Regions from separate parts of the Mus musculus genome. Here region 1 is linked to region 2. The links are chromatin contacts, called in public Hi-C maps. All regions are on one chromosome and are shown on one strand. The core of a region is the stretch at or near the end of the contact, and the rest is flanking DNA. Distances in the headings are between cores, read along the strand shown.

The links. A called contact is a pair of places that touch in the nucleus more often than the background predicts.
Region 1: a Hi-C map of neural progenitor cells shows a contact between it and region 2, with 1.8 times the contacts expected there. The contact joins the promoter of Fsip1 here to the enhancer-like site in region 2. A contact is called at or near these places in 18 of 39 promoter capture datasets (the 3T3-L1 cell line, 3T3-L1-derived adipocytes, the C10 cell line and 13 more), 10 of 15 datasets of contacts at CTCF or cohesin (CD8 T cells, the G1E-ER4 cell line, the NIH/3T3 cell line and 6 more), 186 of 484 Hi-C or Micro-C datasets (the 3T3-L1 cell line, 3T3-L1-derived adipocytes, 8-cell embryo and 100 more), 31 of 115 datasets of contacts at active chromatin or transcription factors (the 230-238 cell line, CD8 T cells, the NIH/3T3 cell line and 21 more) and 4 of 9 other capture datasets (adipose tissue, embryonic stem cells, embryonic tail and 1 more).

The regions. Positions count from the first base shown.
Region 1 is chr2:118,253,561-118,260,868 of GRCm38.p6, reverse strand. Fsip1 (fibrous sheath-interacting protein 1) reads left to right here and starts at 3,913. Exons shown (of 12, transcript NM_001374672.1): 1 at 3,913-4,069.
Region 2 is chr2:118,198,401-118,205,213 of GRCm38.p6, reverse strand. All of the region lies in intron 10 of Fsip1 (fibrous sheath-interacting protein 1), which reads left to right. Among named protein-coding and RNA genes, the nearest start is that of Fsip1, 55 kb to the left of the region's middle. Within about 2 kb of position 1,288, at least 61 of the 459 cell types and tissues checked have an H3K27ac peak or open chromatin away from gene starts, as enhancers often do. A contact at or near this core is called in PVALB interneurons, astrocytes, brain and 15 more, where this site is marked.

The sequences.
Region 1 (7,308 bases), core at 2,664-5,163, 53 kb before region 2:
GAAATCCGCCTGTCTCTGCCTCCCAAGTGCCGGGATTAAAGGCGTGCGCCACCACACCCGGCTCAATATCTATATCTTATTATTAAAAATAAAACACGATGAAAAAAAAAAGAATTCCAATCCATGTCCCAAGTGAGGACACTGTGGCCCATAAACGTTTGTGAATTTGTTTAGGGCTACCCAACTATTTAATACCAGATTTCTAATAATGGTACATTCTTTGTATTACAAACTGTTTTTTCATTTTTTATTTTATGTGAGTGGGTGTTTTGCCTGCAAGTGTGTCTGTGTATCACTTGTGTGCAGTGCCTGCAGAGGATAAAGAGGGCATCAGATCCTTTGGATTAAAGTTGCAGAGTGTTGTCAGCCACCGTGTGGGTGCTGAGGATTGAACCCTGGTCCTCTGGAAGAGCAGCCAGTGCTCATATCTTCTGAGCCTTCTCTCTAGTCCTCCTCTTTTTATTAAAATAGAAAAAATATAAAAAACCAAGATGTCATAGTTTGGATAAATGTCCCTAAAGTGTTAAATGCTTGTTGCCAGCCTGCGGTGCTATTAGGAGATGTTGGAGCAGTCATGCTGTAGTTAAATAGATGCATTAGGTGATTGGGGGACATGCCCTTGAAGCAGAAACTGGGACACTGACCCCTAATTTCTCCATGTTTCTCAGCTGTCTGTCATCAGGTAAGCTGACTGGTCTCACCAGTGCTTCTGCTATGACTTACCATTGCTGCCAAAGCCGGAAGCACAAGGGTCAAGAGACCATGGGTGAGACACACACACCCCCTCCCAAAAAACCCCGTCATCGCAAATCTTTCTTCTTCGTAAGTTCATTTCATCATGCATTTTGTCACTGAAACAGAAAGCTGGCTAACATAGCACAGTCTAGGGAGTGAGATCATAAATGATTGTTTTATGCCTTATGGTAGAAAAGCCCTCACAGGAAGCAGTCACACAAAAGAGGAAGCAAGCCACTCACAGTCGGGAAGCTGTAGTCCAGGTAGAAGAACAAGGATCTCTCTCTCTCTCTCTCTCTCTCTCTCTCTCTCTCTCTCTCTCTCTCTCTCTCTGTGTGTGTGTGTGTGTGTGTGTGTATGCTCTGTGTGTTTTTCAAGTTGTGTTTCCAAGCTCCTGACAAATGCTGATCTTTAACATGCAGAAATAGGAAATCTGAACTGCAGAATTTTGTTCCTCTTTCACATGGGCTAAGTACAGACTGCTTTTATACCTCTAGGTTCTTAAATTATCCCTAAAATACTTCCACCTCTCATACTCTTAGTTACTACTAGGATTATCCGAAACATGTGTTTAATAACTATTAGGGCTGGGAATACTGCTCAGGTTGAACTCATATCCCCTCGTGTGTGTAGAGACTAGATTTCCATTTCCAGCACCTTGTGTGTGTAGAGACTAGATTTCCATCTCCAGCACCTTGTGTGTGTAGAGACTAGATTTCCATCTCCAGCACCTTGTGTGTGTAGAGACTAGATTTCCATCTCCAGCACCTTGTGTGTGTAGAGACTAGATTTCCATCTCCAGCACCTTGTGTGTGTAGAGACTAGATTTCCACCTCCAGCACCACCACCCACAGAGAACAAACAACACCCAAATACAAAGAAAAAACCCACATCCAAATGATCAAATTTAGACATATTTAGAAAAATTATAATTTATATTCAATTTCTGGAAAATGCAGAGAACATTACTGGGTAGCAATTGAACAGCATCATGTTAACTAAGAGACATCTGATACCAAGGTCAAAAGAAGTTTCATTTTTGAGGGGAACAAAGAACACAGAACTGTAATTTAGCTATACTGAACCAGGATATCCCTGAACAGTGTCCAAACCACAGGAGAGGCTTTGTTGTTGTTGTTTTTTAAATAGGTGACCTCCACCAACAGTGGTTTATGGAGATACTCCACTGGCTAGGCATGAATCTTGACTTAAACCCACATTGATTCGTTTGTTAACGAGGGTACTCCCAGCTGAGAAGTGCTGAAGGCACAGAGAGACTTTCAGTTGTTTATTTGCTGGAACATTTTGTGCTTTGACTGTTAGCAAATATGCAATCTTCTCTCAGTATCTAGAGTCCACTTTTGGAAGGCAGTCTTAGGAACTTCTTTTTCCTCCCTTTGGGACTGCACAAGATCATACACAGGCTCTCTAACATACTAACTAGTCACTCTACCACTGAGGCACATCCCCAGTCTAGCCATTCATTTTTTTTCATATAGCATGCAAATCTTCCAGTAATTTAATCAATACCATGGGTTGGGAATTGTGATGGTAAGGACTTACTGTGAATTGAACTCATTATTCTTTCGTTCTTTTTCTTAAAATGTCTATATGTCTGTGTGTATGTATGTGTATGCATGTATGTATGTGTATACATGTAAGTTAACAGTTTGGTCATTCAGGACCTGTGGGCATTGAAAGGCCGCTAAGTGGAGAGTCATGGAGAGCCTGGAGCAGAGGGCTGGTAGGATTTGGCTGAGGTTCTGAACACACGTTGTAGGATACTGTCCTTCAGTATACAGGAGGTGCAAGGGAAGCTCCCACTGAGGAAACTACTAGTAGAGTATCACAAACATCTAATTGAGGGTGGGAACCTTGCAGATATGAGGAACACTTGGATTCAGATACACTTGAATGCAGGTCTGGTAGCATGTCCGACTTGAGGATGGTACCAAAGGTGCTGAGCTGAGCCTGGGAGAATGGTGTGGGGAAGACGGTATAGGAAGGGCTGCAGTGGGGAGAGGGGACTATAGAAAAGTGGCTTGATTTTGATCTGCTTAGTTTGCGAGGGTTCTCATGCCTTATGAGGTTCAAGGGAGTCATTTGACCTGGAGTCCGAAACAAAGGATCAATAGCACCCAGATGGTATTCACAGCCAGGGTTTTGCCCTCAGCACCATCTTAACTTGTAGCTGTGATCTTTGGGCAACTCAAGTCATACTTATTTGCTCTGATGAAAAAAGACCAGAGAAACACTGTATTTACCCCAAAGCATGAGGATAAAGGGGCTCTGAGTATGAAAATACCTTGTAAACAACCAAGGGCAATTCAGACTGAAACGCAGCAGAGGTTGCGCGGTACTGAGAATGAAGAAAGAGCATCAGTTTGGTGATCCAGGCAATGAGCCCTAATGCACTGTACACAGAGAAATGATTGGTAGCTGTGGAGGTATATACTGCCATCATAATCCTTCTTATTCTACTACAGCCCAGTCTTTACAGGACGTATATGTATATATACGCATATGTATATATACACTGTATTATACATTATACTTTATGCACACTGCTATTATATACACATGTATTACACACACACACACACTCACACAGCTCTCCAAATTTTACAAGACCTTCACATACGAGATCTGTTTGAGTTGCACATCAGTCTTGCAAGGAAGAGAGGATAGTGATATGGGAAGTAACTGATCTGAGAGGACACCTGGTCGGTAGAACATTCTAGTAGCCGGTGAGAGCTATGTAAACATGGAGATCCTCGTTCCAGAGGCCAACCTGAATATGAACAAACCATTCCCACCCAGAACATTCACTGAAAAGAAGGTTATAGGAGGGCCACAGTCACACCCCCTCCAATCCCAACCAGGACAGCAGTCTTCTTGTAACTTCCGGTCCCCAATACCCAATTCTTTTTTTTTTTTTTTTGCTTTTTTCGAGACAGGGTTTCTCTGTGTAGCCTTAGCTGTCCTGGAACTCACTCTGTATACCAGGCTGGCCTCGAACTCAGAAATCCGCCTGCCTCTGCCTCCCAAGTGCTGGGATTAAAGGCGTGCGCCACCACGCCCGGCTTCAATACCCAATTCTTGAAGGTACGGGACCTTTAAACCTATCGCGAGACTGTGATCTGCGCGCTTCTAGTTGCCAGGGCAACAGCGTTCTTTGAGACAGCGGTCTCCTGCTGCCTCTTTCATCTTCACAGAGGAGGCGGTGGCGGGAAAAACCGGTCCCCTTCGAAGGGAAGTGGAGAGAGTCAGTGTCTAGGCGTCCAGCTTTCTTCCCCACCGAGAAGTTGAGGGGCCGCACGCACCACGGGCAGAGGTTGGTAGCCGCTGGCCACGGCAGAGGGCGAGGTGGAGGTGTGGCCTGATGTGCCAGAGGAGGGTGAGAGGGCGGACTCTGTCCCCGAGGGCTGTGGGTGTGGCCTGTTCGCCCAGGCCAGCATGGGGTGGCCACAGGGGCGTGGCTATGTCTGGGAGTCTCAGAAGCTACTGCCCGGGCAGAGGCGTGATCTCTGCTGAAAACTCTTTCTGCATTAGTGCATCCTTACGAGCCTTCTTCCCACTGAGGTCTGGAGCACTAGTCAGTAGCATAGTCCTTAAAAGTGGCACAGGAAAAATGAGACTAGAGAGAGGGTTTGTAAACATTGATCTGGGACTTAGCTTTCCCAATGGAAGAAATGTAAACCAAACGTATAGGTAGATACCTTTGGGCATCCACCAGCCTGGGGACTATGAATAGGCCTTTCAGACAATAAGACAGGGAGCAAACAATCTGGAGACACAACCAGTTTTGCCTCATCACACCGGACGTGTACTATCTACACGAGCTGATCAAAAAATGTAATAAAACGTTGGCGTGTATGAGCAGTTATTTGTTACCATTAGAATCTGGTCACATCTCTACTTCACTGAATAGCATAAAGTAACTGGTATTTTAATTTTGATTCTTTTGGTGCACTGTGTTTCATTAAATGAGGAAATGTATAAAACAAAAATTTCTTTTTGTCCCAGTTTCCCTTTTTATTGTAGACCTCCATAAGACCGGGATATGATTACTAATAACCATGCAACAGAGTCAGAGAGCCATGTCTTGAAATCTTCTCTGCCAAGGAAACTAATCCATGGTTTTTCAGTTTTGCCTCAGGCAAATGTTTAAGGCAAGGGCAGAAAGCAGCCACTTTCTTTGCCAAATACAGGAATGTTCTGTCCTTCTGTCGCCCAGGTGCTAGTATTGTTTTCCCCTGAAATGGCCTGAGGTCCGTAGGCCTCTGCAGTCTGCCTTGCTCTCAGCATTATTGCCTTCTAACCTCCCACCAGGATGCTCTTTAAGCTCTTCATCAGCATCCAACTGCTTTCCTAGTCCAGAGTCTTATAAAAGAACGCCTTCAATTGACTTACAGCTTCAGAGGCTTAGAGTCCATCATGGCGGAGCAAAGGCACGGAAGCAGAAACAGCTGAGAGCCCACATCTTGATCTGAAAGTAGAAAGCAGAGCTAAGTGGGAAGCTGAGAGTCTATTGATACTTCAGGAGGCGCTTCCTCTGCCCATGAAATACCACTTCCTCCTAATCCTTCCCAAACAGTTCTACCAAGTGAGGACCACGCTGGCTTAGTATATCATTGATTTCTTTGCAAGCTATCCTTGCATTTCCTTCCAGGCCTTGGAAGATTGCATATTTTATATTGACTCATTACTTTTAAATTTTGCTTTTACTTTTATTAAAATGATATGGTCCAAATGTTAAACTGTGGTATAAAATTCAGAATGGAAGAAATAACTGAGCAGTTCCCAGTCACATCTTCTGGAGGCAGCCACCTTGAACTCTTAAATATTATGCTTTATTTACTATTGTTTGGATTTATCAATTCCTGGATTCCCTCTTTGATGTCCTACTTGGCTAGATTCTTCTACACCCTCCTTTTGGATCCTGTCTCCCATCCCACATCCTCAGGGAAGACATGGCAGTTGGTAAATCCATTCTCAGGGCACATGCAACTTGGTGCACATCGTGTGGCTGCTTTCTTGTACAGCTCTTCATTTTTCATATGGAGTTTCTGTGTGACAAGTGATTTCTTAAACACACAATACACCTATCAGATCCCATTTCAATGGTCTTTATTCCGATTTCTTTTCCAGATGGCCAAATACACAGATAGCCTGTCAGTTACATTTCCTGTGAACCGTGGTTTATTTAATTTGCGATGTTTCTGAGGAAGCCTAATAGCAGCCGAGCAGCCTTTGAAACAGATGGAAAGGTTTCCGGAGTCTTAGCTGATCCACATCATGGCTCGGTCCCCGTGCTTGGCCTTTTTTGAGATGTATTATATTGGCTCTGCCACATCCCTCCAGCTCCCCACTCCTCTCAAGCTGCAGTAAGTCCTCCTTGACAGGAAGCATAGGGCATGGAAAAGACATTTGGCCTTTTAGTGACTTACGCTTTTTGGTGGTGATGTGCCGGGGCCAGGGTGATCCATCATCCCACAATAACACTGTCAGGCCTCTCCTGAGTGAGCCCAGACACTTTTACAGAGTGTGAACAATGTTGACATCAATGCCTTTTTCAGTTGCCGAGTGGGAAGAGTGGACCGACTGTTCTCTGAAGTGGAAGCATCGGCACATTGGGCAGTTGGAGGGCAACCCTGTTATTCCTCAGTGTGTCCAAGAGATGCTTCAGCTTCTTCATGTTTGTCCTTCTTTCTGTGTGCAAGGCCTCTTTGGACTCTGAGTCTGTGTTCCACCGAATAGCACGAAAGACAAGCCACTTCGTAGAAGAAGGACATAACAAGCTAATGCTTCATGTAATGACGAGCATTTAGAAAAAATTTGGCAGGAGATATCCATTCATATTTAAGCTGGAATCTTTGCAGTTTCTTCTAGTTCACTGTGTGCATATTGTCCCACACTCACCAGGCATGTCTAAATCGGTCTCTATCAAGGGCATCTATCAAGAAGGATATGTCTGCAATCTTTGTCTTCTTCCAATTTAAGCTGTTCTGCCTAGTTTAAGCTAGCCTCACTTCCAAAATCCACACTAGACACAAAGTAGCTAGGGTCAGGACAAGTCTGTGATAGTGTCCTGCATAAAGCAATTAGGAGGAAATGGACACAGTACAGCTTCATAATGCAGGTCTGTCTTCTAGTTAAAGGATATAAGTTTTATTCTCTTGCGCCAGTCAGAAGTAGAGCTGTGGGTTTTCGGAGGGGAGAGCTGATTAAGAGAGGGCAGTGCTGTGGAGGAAGGGGCTCCAGGAAATGTGGCTTGAAGGAGAGAGACATCAGGGTTGGATGGGAAGACCCGCTGGCTGAGGCTTATGTGGAACAGGAAGACTGGAGGAGGGAGAGTCAGCTCAGGAGGAGGGAGACAGGAGACCTTAGCAAACCATCATGATGGAGCAGGTCTTGGCTGGGAGAGGTGGCGGGAGTGTTCTTGTGGGGAAGAGCGAGGACATGGCGTGTCTGTTTGTTGGCTTGTTTTCCCTGCATAGAGACAGTGAGACAACATTCACATCTGCCTTCCTCCCCAGTTGCTATCAGCATCTGACTCGTAATCCACGTATG
Region 2 (6,813 bases), core at 39-2,538:
AAGTTTGACACTTGATTTCTGTATTCTTAACCACCCCAGGTTGAGGAATGTCCAATGATAACCCCCAGTAAACGGAATGAGCGGATTACGTGGAGATGGCTACTTGCTAAAATCCTTGAGCCAGAGTGAAACAAATTACGCAGTTTGTAAAGTGTAACTATTCTTTTTATTTTTATAATACATCATGGTTCTCAAAATGTGCATCCTCCTGTGATTTGAAATGTAATTGATTTGGCAAATACTTATTGTATATCTCACTGACACAGTGTGCTGATCTGCTATGTGTACACAAGTAAGACGATTAAATGGAGCTAATGAGCCCAGCCACCACCTGGCTTTATTGTCTCTCTGCACGCGGTAAGAATGTTTCCAATTTTTCCTTATGATTCCTGCAGTTGATATGATCTTCATGCCAACCTCACAGATAGGTGGCACAGCCATTATTACTTATGTTATTCAGATTACAATTCCAAGTCCCTAGGGACTTAGAGGACTCACTCATCCCCCACCTTCCCCCTTCCCTCCTTTCCAGGAGAGTGCGGTTAACATGGCTATTTTATGCCTCCTTTAACATGATTTTATTTGAGTCTATCCAAGCAAAGTGCCTCTCTTTGTTGCCTCTATCATTTCATTCCAGGCTGCTCACCCCTGGTATTCAAATATTTGAAAGGTGACTAGATCCATTCCTGAGAAGGGTAACTGTGTGACAACCATGCGGCTGCAGCGTGAACAGGTGGTTAGGACACTTAATTCTTACTCTGGCAGATGTTTTGGGAAAAATTAGGTGTAGGGCTAGGCCAACCACCATGCTCTCAGCTTGATCCTTCCCCGGAGGCTTATTGTAGTATTTCAGCTCAGCGGGTTAAGTGGGCCGAAGCATCTTTGAGTGAGCCTGTGGTCATGGAGTGTGCCTCATTCATCAAATGCATCTGCAAGGGCCCAAACACAGCCTTTCTCACATCATCTTTACACTTTCTGTGGCTTGTATACTAGACTGTTCGGGAGCTACCAGACCAGAAAATCCAGCCAGCAAGAAAGCTGGAAGTCGCACAGCCCAAAGGTTTATTAAGTGGCGTGAAGTGCTATTGTTTTGTGCAAGTGTTAAATCACTGCTGTCAGCGCGGGACTGTTAAAAAAAAATTCCCGGCTAGTAATAACGCGAAGGGCACTTTATGGCTTCAAAAGGAGATAAAAGAAAGCTCTTAGTCAGCACTCGGATGGCACCACAGCACACACCAGCCTCCGTTTGGCTTTCTGAGGACTTTACTCTTGGCAGATGCTCTTGCTTCTGGCAGCAGACTCTAATTATCATATAAATTAAGCTGGGAACGAACGGATCGAGGCACACAGCCTGGCCCTAGCTGCTTGGACCCTGGTTTCCAGGGCTATAATGCCAGCAGGCATAATGGGTAATGCTGGCCAGGGCTCTGGAGGACAGGGCTCCACTCCCCTTCCTCCCCTGTGAGATCCACTGCAGGAATCCCAAGTGGCTGAGACACCGGGGCCCTTCTTTTCTTCTCCCCAGCTTCCCGTGGGCTGTCTCTCCAACAGCATTCCACAAATTAGTCTAATCCACCTGCTCGCATTCGGAGGCACTAATTATGTTTTGGCGCACATTCTTACACACTAAATTCCAAATGTCTTCTTCACTTTAATTTCTTGTAACTAGTCCTGAAATCGAGGGTTAGTACTGCCATGGGGTAGCAGGCTTTGTTGTGTTGTGTGAGGGGTTAAGCTCTTCATTTAAAAGCCAAAGTTGAAGACATGGATGCTTTTTTTTCTCTTTTCTTTCTGTATTTTCTTTAACCAAGAGTGTAATTCAGAACTCAGTAATGACTTCTTTACATCCGTAAAATGATGCTAAACACTCAGGTAGCTTGGGGACAGGAGTCGATGAGCCCAGTGTGTAGGAATATAATTGTGATACTCTCAGCTGAGTAGTGATGTCTGTTGCTAAACATTTCCCACTCGAGGTATTTTGCTTGGAGTTTAAATAGGTCTTGGTGTGGGTAACTTAGGGTTAATGTGAAGTGAATACTGAAGACCACAGGGTTGGCAGCACAGATGGTACTCAGACATAAGTGTTTTCTCCTTGTGGGAAAAGGTGGGGGTGGGGCTTCTTCACTTCATTCTGTTTATTGACTGCAGGCTTCCCTTGCCCATTAGCTCATACACTTCTCCAGCTCCTGGTCAAATTATCATCCCTCATAGATTTTATATATATATATATATATATATATATATATATATATATATATAACTTTAAAATTAGAATTTATGGAAATTGATCATAATTTATATGTAAAAATAATCACTTGGGAACATTTTGTATGCATTTACATTTTGCTGAGTATAAAGCAAGATGTTTCTTCCACTCTGACAAAGGAAGCTGTTCCACTGTAAAAGAACTCATCTCTTCCTGTGCTGCCTTCTCCCCTCGTCCGTCCGTCCGTCCGTCCCTCCCTCCCTCCCTCCCTCCCTCCCTCCCTCCTTACCTTCCTTCCTCTGTCCCTCCTTTGTCCATCTCCGTGTTCCTGTCCTGGCTTCTTCTGTAAAAGGCTTTAAAGCTCTTAAAAGAGAGATAAAGACCATGGGCCAAGGAAGATCCCTTTGAGAACCAGCTATTTTGTCCAAAAGGAGAGGACCACAGATTGCTTCTCACAGAACAGAGCTGGGAAGTTTGCATAGGTGGAGGGACATGGTGACAGCGAGTTCTGCTCTCCTCTGTCCCCATAAAGAAGCCTGAGTGTCCATCTATCCCTTTGCCATCTCACTCTCACCTTGTCAGGTCCTTTTTCTTATTGGCTGGCAAGTTGGGAAAGGTCTTATTTGGCTAAGGTCAGAGATTGACCCTGTAGTTTAATGTCCTAAAGAAGTTTTGGCCTTGGTAGTGCCAGGTGGGACCAAGGGTCCATGACTGTGTGTGCCAGGCAAGACTCTGGTGTATGTGCACTGCCCAGAGGTGACTGGCAAAAGGCCAGAGGAGCTGAGACCTGCTGGCCTCCTGTGGTCAGTACATTCCCAGCACAGTGCTCTTGTCACACAGTCACTCTAGGCAGCTGCCATCATTTTAATGGATGTGCTTCTGCCTTTGTGGCCTCCACTTCCAGGTAGACTGGGACATTCTCTGTGTGGCTGGGATCTATGCTGACACCACATGACACCACTTCTCCACTTACCAAGGCCAGGATTTCACACCTTCCCTTTTCTCTCTCTTCTCCAAGCTGGGAAGAATACCTAGGTCCCTCCCTCTTCAGATGGACACAACAGGAGTCCACAAGAGGAGCCCAGCCCTCTGCAAACACTTGAGTTGACCCTTGCCTTCCGCACTTTAGAGAGGGAAAGGGCTGTGAGGTTTGGAGCAGGAGATGATATGAAGCAACAGACTGCCAAGGCAGAGGGCAAGCCAGAAGCAAACACATTTAAAATGCTCTTGGGACCCACCTGAGCCTGTAGTATGTTGGTAACGACTGCAAAAGAATAGACAAAAACTGCCTGTTCTGCATCCCTGCCAGCCACAAACAGAACCAACAGTTTCTGGATGAATGAAATGTCCGCTGCTCAGTCTCCGTCCAATGATGTCACTTCACTCTCGAGGACATTGATAACTATAGATGCTCTAAGATCACAGGCTGGGTTGATTTTAAAAGTCTCTGAAAACCTCAGCACTGTTTATTTAGGTTGGGCAGTAAGTGGTGTGCACTCCATCTATGTACAGGATCCTTTGACTGTGCGCATCCTGGGGCTTTTGGCAAATCGCAGGGCTTTATTATTTATTTATTTATTTATTTATTTATTTATTTATTTATTTATTTCAGTTAGAGTTTTTGCTCACAGGTCATTTTGATATGACTCAACTTCACTTATATGCTCAGCCCAAACTTCTGCACCAGCCAAGTTGCATAGCCTGGAAAATCTTGAGTCACTTTGCTGCCTGGCAGTGGTGGCACATGACTTTAATCCCAGCACTTGGGAGGCAGAGGCAGAGGCAGAGGGGCAGAGGGGCAGAGGGGCAGAGGGGCAGAGGGGCAGAGGCAGAGGCAGAGAGGCAGAGGCAGAGAGGCAGAGGCAGAGGCGCAGAGGCAGAGGCAGAGGCAGAGGCAGGAGGATTTCTGAGTTTGAGGCCAGCCTGGTCTACAGAGTGAGTTCCAGGACAGCCAGGGCTAGACAGAGAAACCCTGTTTCGAAACAAACAAACAAACAAAAAACGAGTCACTTTGCTGAGTTCCATTGTGTAAATAAGTATAGATATTTAATTAACAGCTTTGGGTGTGGCATTTTGAAGAGAATGTGGATGGTGCTTTTATGGTCAGATAACCACCTGTGTAAGACGAAGCAGAAAAGGACTCCTGTTGTGTCCTTTCAGAAGATATTTCTCAGTGTTGTACTGTACTGACCTTTGTTGCTGTATTGCAATGATACACTTCCCTGGAGAGGGAGTTGACATCCCAGCTAGAATGAGCTGGCTTGTTCACTTCTCTGTTGCTGCGATGAAACACCATGACCCAAGGAAACTTGTAAAAGAAAGAGTTTATCTGGGTTTATAGTACCAAAGAAATCAGAGTCCATCATGGCAGGGCATCATGGCAGATGCAGCAGCAGGAACAGTGGAGAGATCACATCTCAAACCCAAAGCAGAGGAAGAGTGAACTGGGAGTAGCCTGTGGCTTTGAAACCTCAAAATTGACTTTTGGAGACCTGCTTCCTCCAGCAAGGCCAGACCTCCTAAACCACCCAGACAGTGCCACTCACTGCCTAGCAACTGAATATTCATACACATGAGCCTATGGGAACATTCCCACTCAAAACTGGATGCTGCTCCCACACTTGGGAGGCTGGGATTACTAAGAGTTTAAGGCCAATTTAGGTTACACAGTGAGTTCCAGGCCAGCATGGGCTACAGCTCAAAAAGAAAGGAACAATGACAATTAGCTACATAAGCAGACTTGCTGACTGCAGGACAAACATTGTATCAATAATTATAGGAAGAATTAAAGTGTGTTTTCTAAGCTTTGTCTTTGTTCATTTGTTAAATGTTGAAGTGAGGTACTTGTGTTTTGAAGCGTTGTTGGTTCCTTGGAACCACCTAGGCAAAATGAACTACAAACTACCGGTTGGAGATGGAGCAGTGTAGTGGTGCCACCTAGTGGTCACCCGGGGTGTCTGGAAAGTGTTAACGGTTGACACTGGGAGCCAGTGAGGAGCTGTCATCAGTGCAGGGCTCCTGGAGAGTGTTCTTGAGAACACTGAGTGGCAACCGTGCTGAGCATACTTTTGCCCTTGATGGGCAAAATATTTTTACCACCACTTTATGGTCACCCAAACTCTCTTGTTTGAAATTTGTTATTAGAAACAATATTAGATATTAGAATATTAGGTAAGAATCTTCTTTCCCCTAATATTTTAAGCTAATTATGTCAATCAAAATTTTGGGCTAAACTTGAAAATCATAGCTTATTCACGTTTTACTATTTCATCGACATGTTCTTGCATGTAATATTCAGAAGCATGGAGAGTATCTGCAGGGTATCCCTGATCTTAACCAAACCTGAACGAGGGCCAGGCAGGGAACTCTCATCAAAGGATATAATTTCAGGATCAATCTCTTTTTTGAGTTGTGTTCCCCAAACACCCAGTACACGAGAGAAGCCACAGAGAGCAACTGTCTGTCCTCTACTCTCTTATACTTAAAGCACCTGTGATCTAAAACTCTGACAAATATTAAGGTTTTTCAAAACAATTAGTGATAGAGATCTTAACTATGAGGACTAATCTAAGGGGGCGTGGCCAATTCTTGTCACTTAGTGACACTTAGTGACACTTAGTGACAAGAATCCTTAAAGGTTCCTTTTCAGAGGCTCCGTCTCTCCTGCAGCATTTTTAGGAAAGGACTTTTGCTGACCGTAACGAGTAATGTGGGTAGTTAGGGTGTCTATTGCTATGAAGAGACACCATGGCCACAGCAACTCTTACAAAGGAAAACGTTTAATTGGAGCTGGCTGGTTCAGAGGTTCAGTCAATTGTCATCATGTTGGGAAGCATGGTGGCAGGCAGGAAGACTCGATGCTGGAGAAACAGCCTAAAGTTCCACATCCAGATCCTCAGGCAACAGGAAGAGAGAGTGAACCACTGGACCTGGCTTGAGCTTCTGAAACAGCAAAGCCCCACCCCTTGTGACACACTTCCTCCAATAAGGCCACACCTCCTCCAACAAAAACCACACCTCCAATAATGCCACTCCCTGTGAGTCTATGGGGGACATTTTCATTCGAAAAACCACACTGATATAGAAAATATTTTTTCAAGAAGATTTTTGCACGAATATTATGATATTTTGCGGGTATCTTGCAGCAAACAACACAAACTCTGGAGCAATGGCCAAGCAGAAGTCAAGGTCGCTTTAGAGCTTTTCATTCCCAGGTGGTGCTAGGAGCAAATGTGTAGGTTTTATATCTCAGTTGTTTGTGTATTTTTCCCCTTCAATGTAAAATACGCAGGTGTCAGTTTTCAGCAGGTTACTTTTTTTTTTTTTAATGAAAACAGTTGGAATAAAATGTGTTTTACAGGCATATAAATGTCAGGCCATAATGATTTTAGTGTGCATGTGTAAAAATGTTTGCTAATATTTAAGATGTCAGAATCAGTAAAGAATGTAAATTCAATAAATCATCTAGACACGGGGAACAGTGGTTGAAAACTCATCCGGCAATGATGGTGAGAGCATTTTATTTCAGTTTCTGTATCACTGGTGTCTTAGCTAGGGTTTTCATTGCTGTGAGGAGACCATGATCAAGGCAACTCTATTAAGGATAA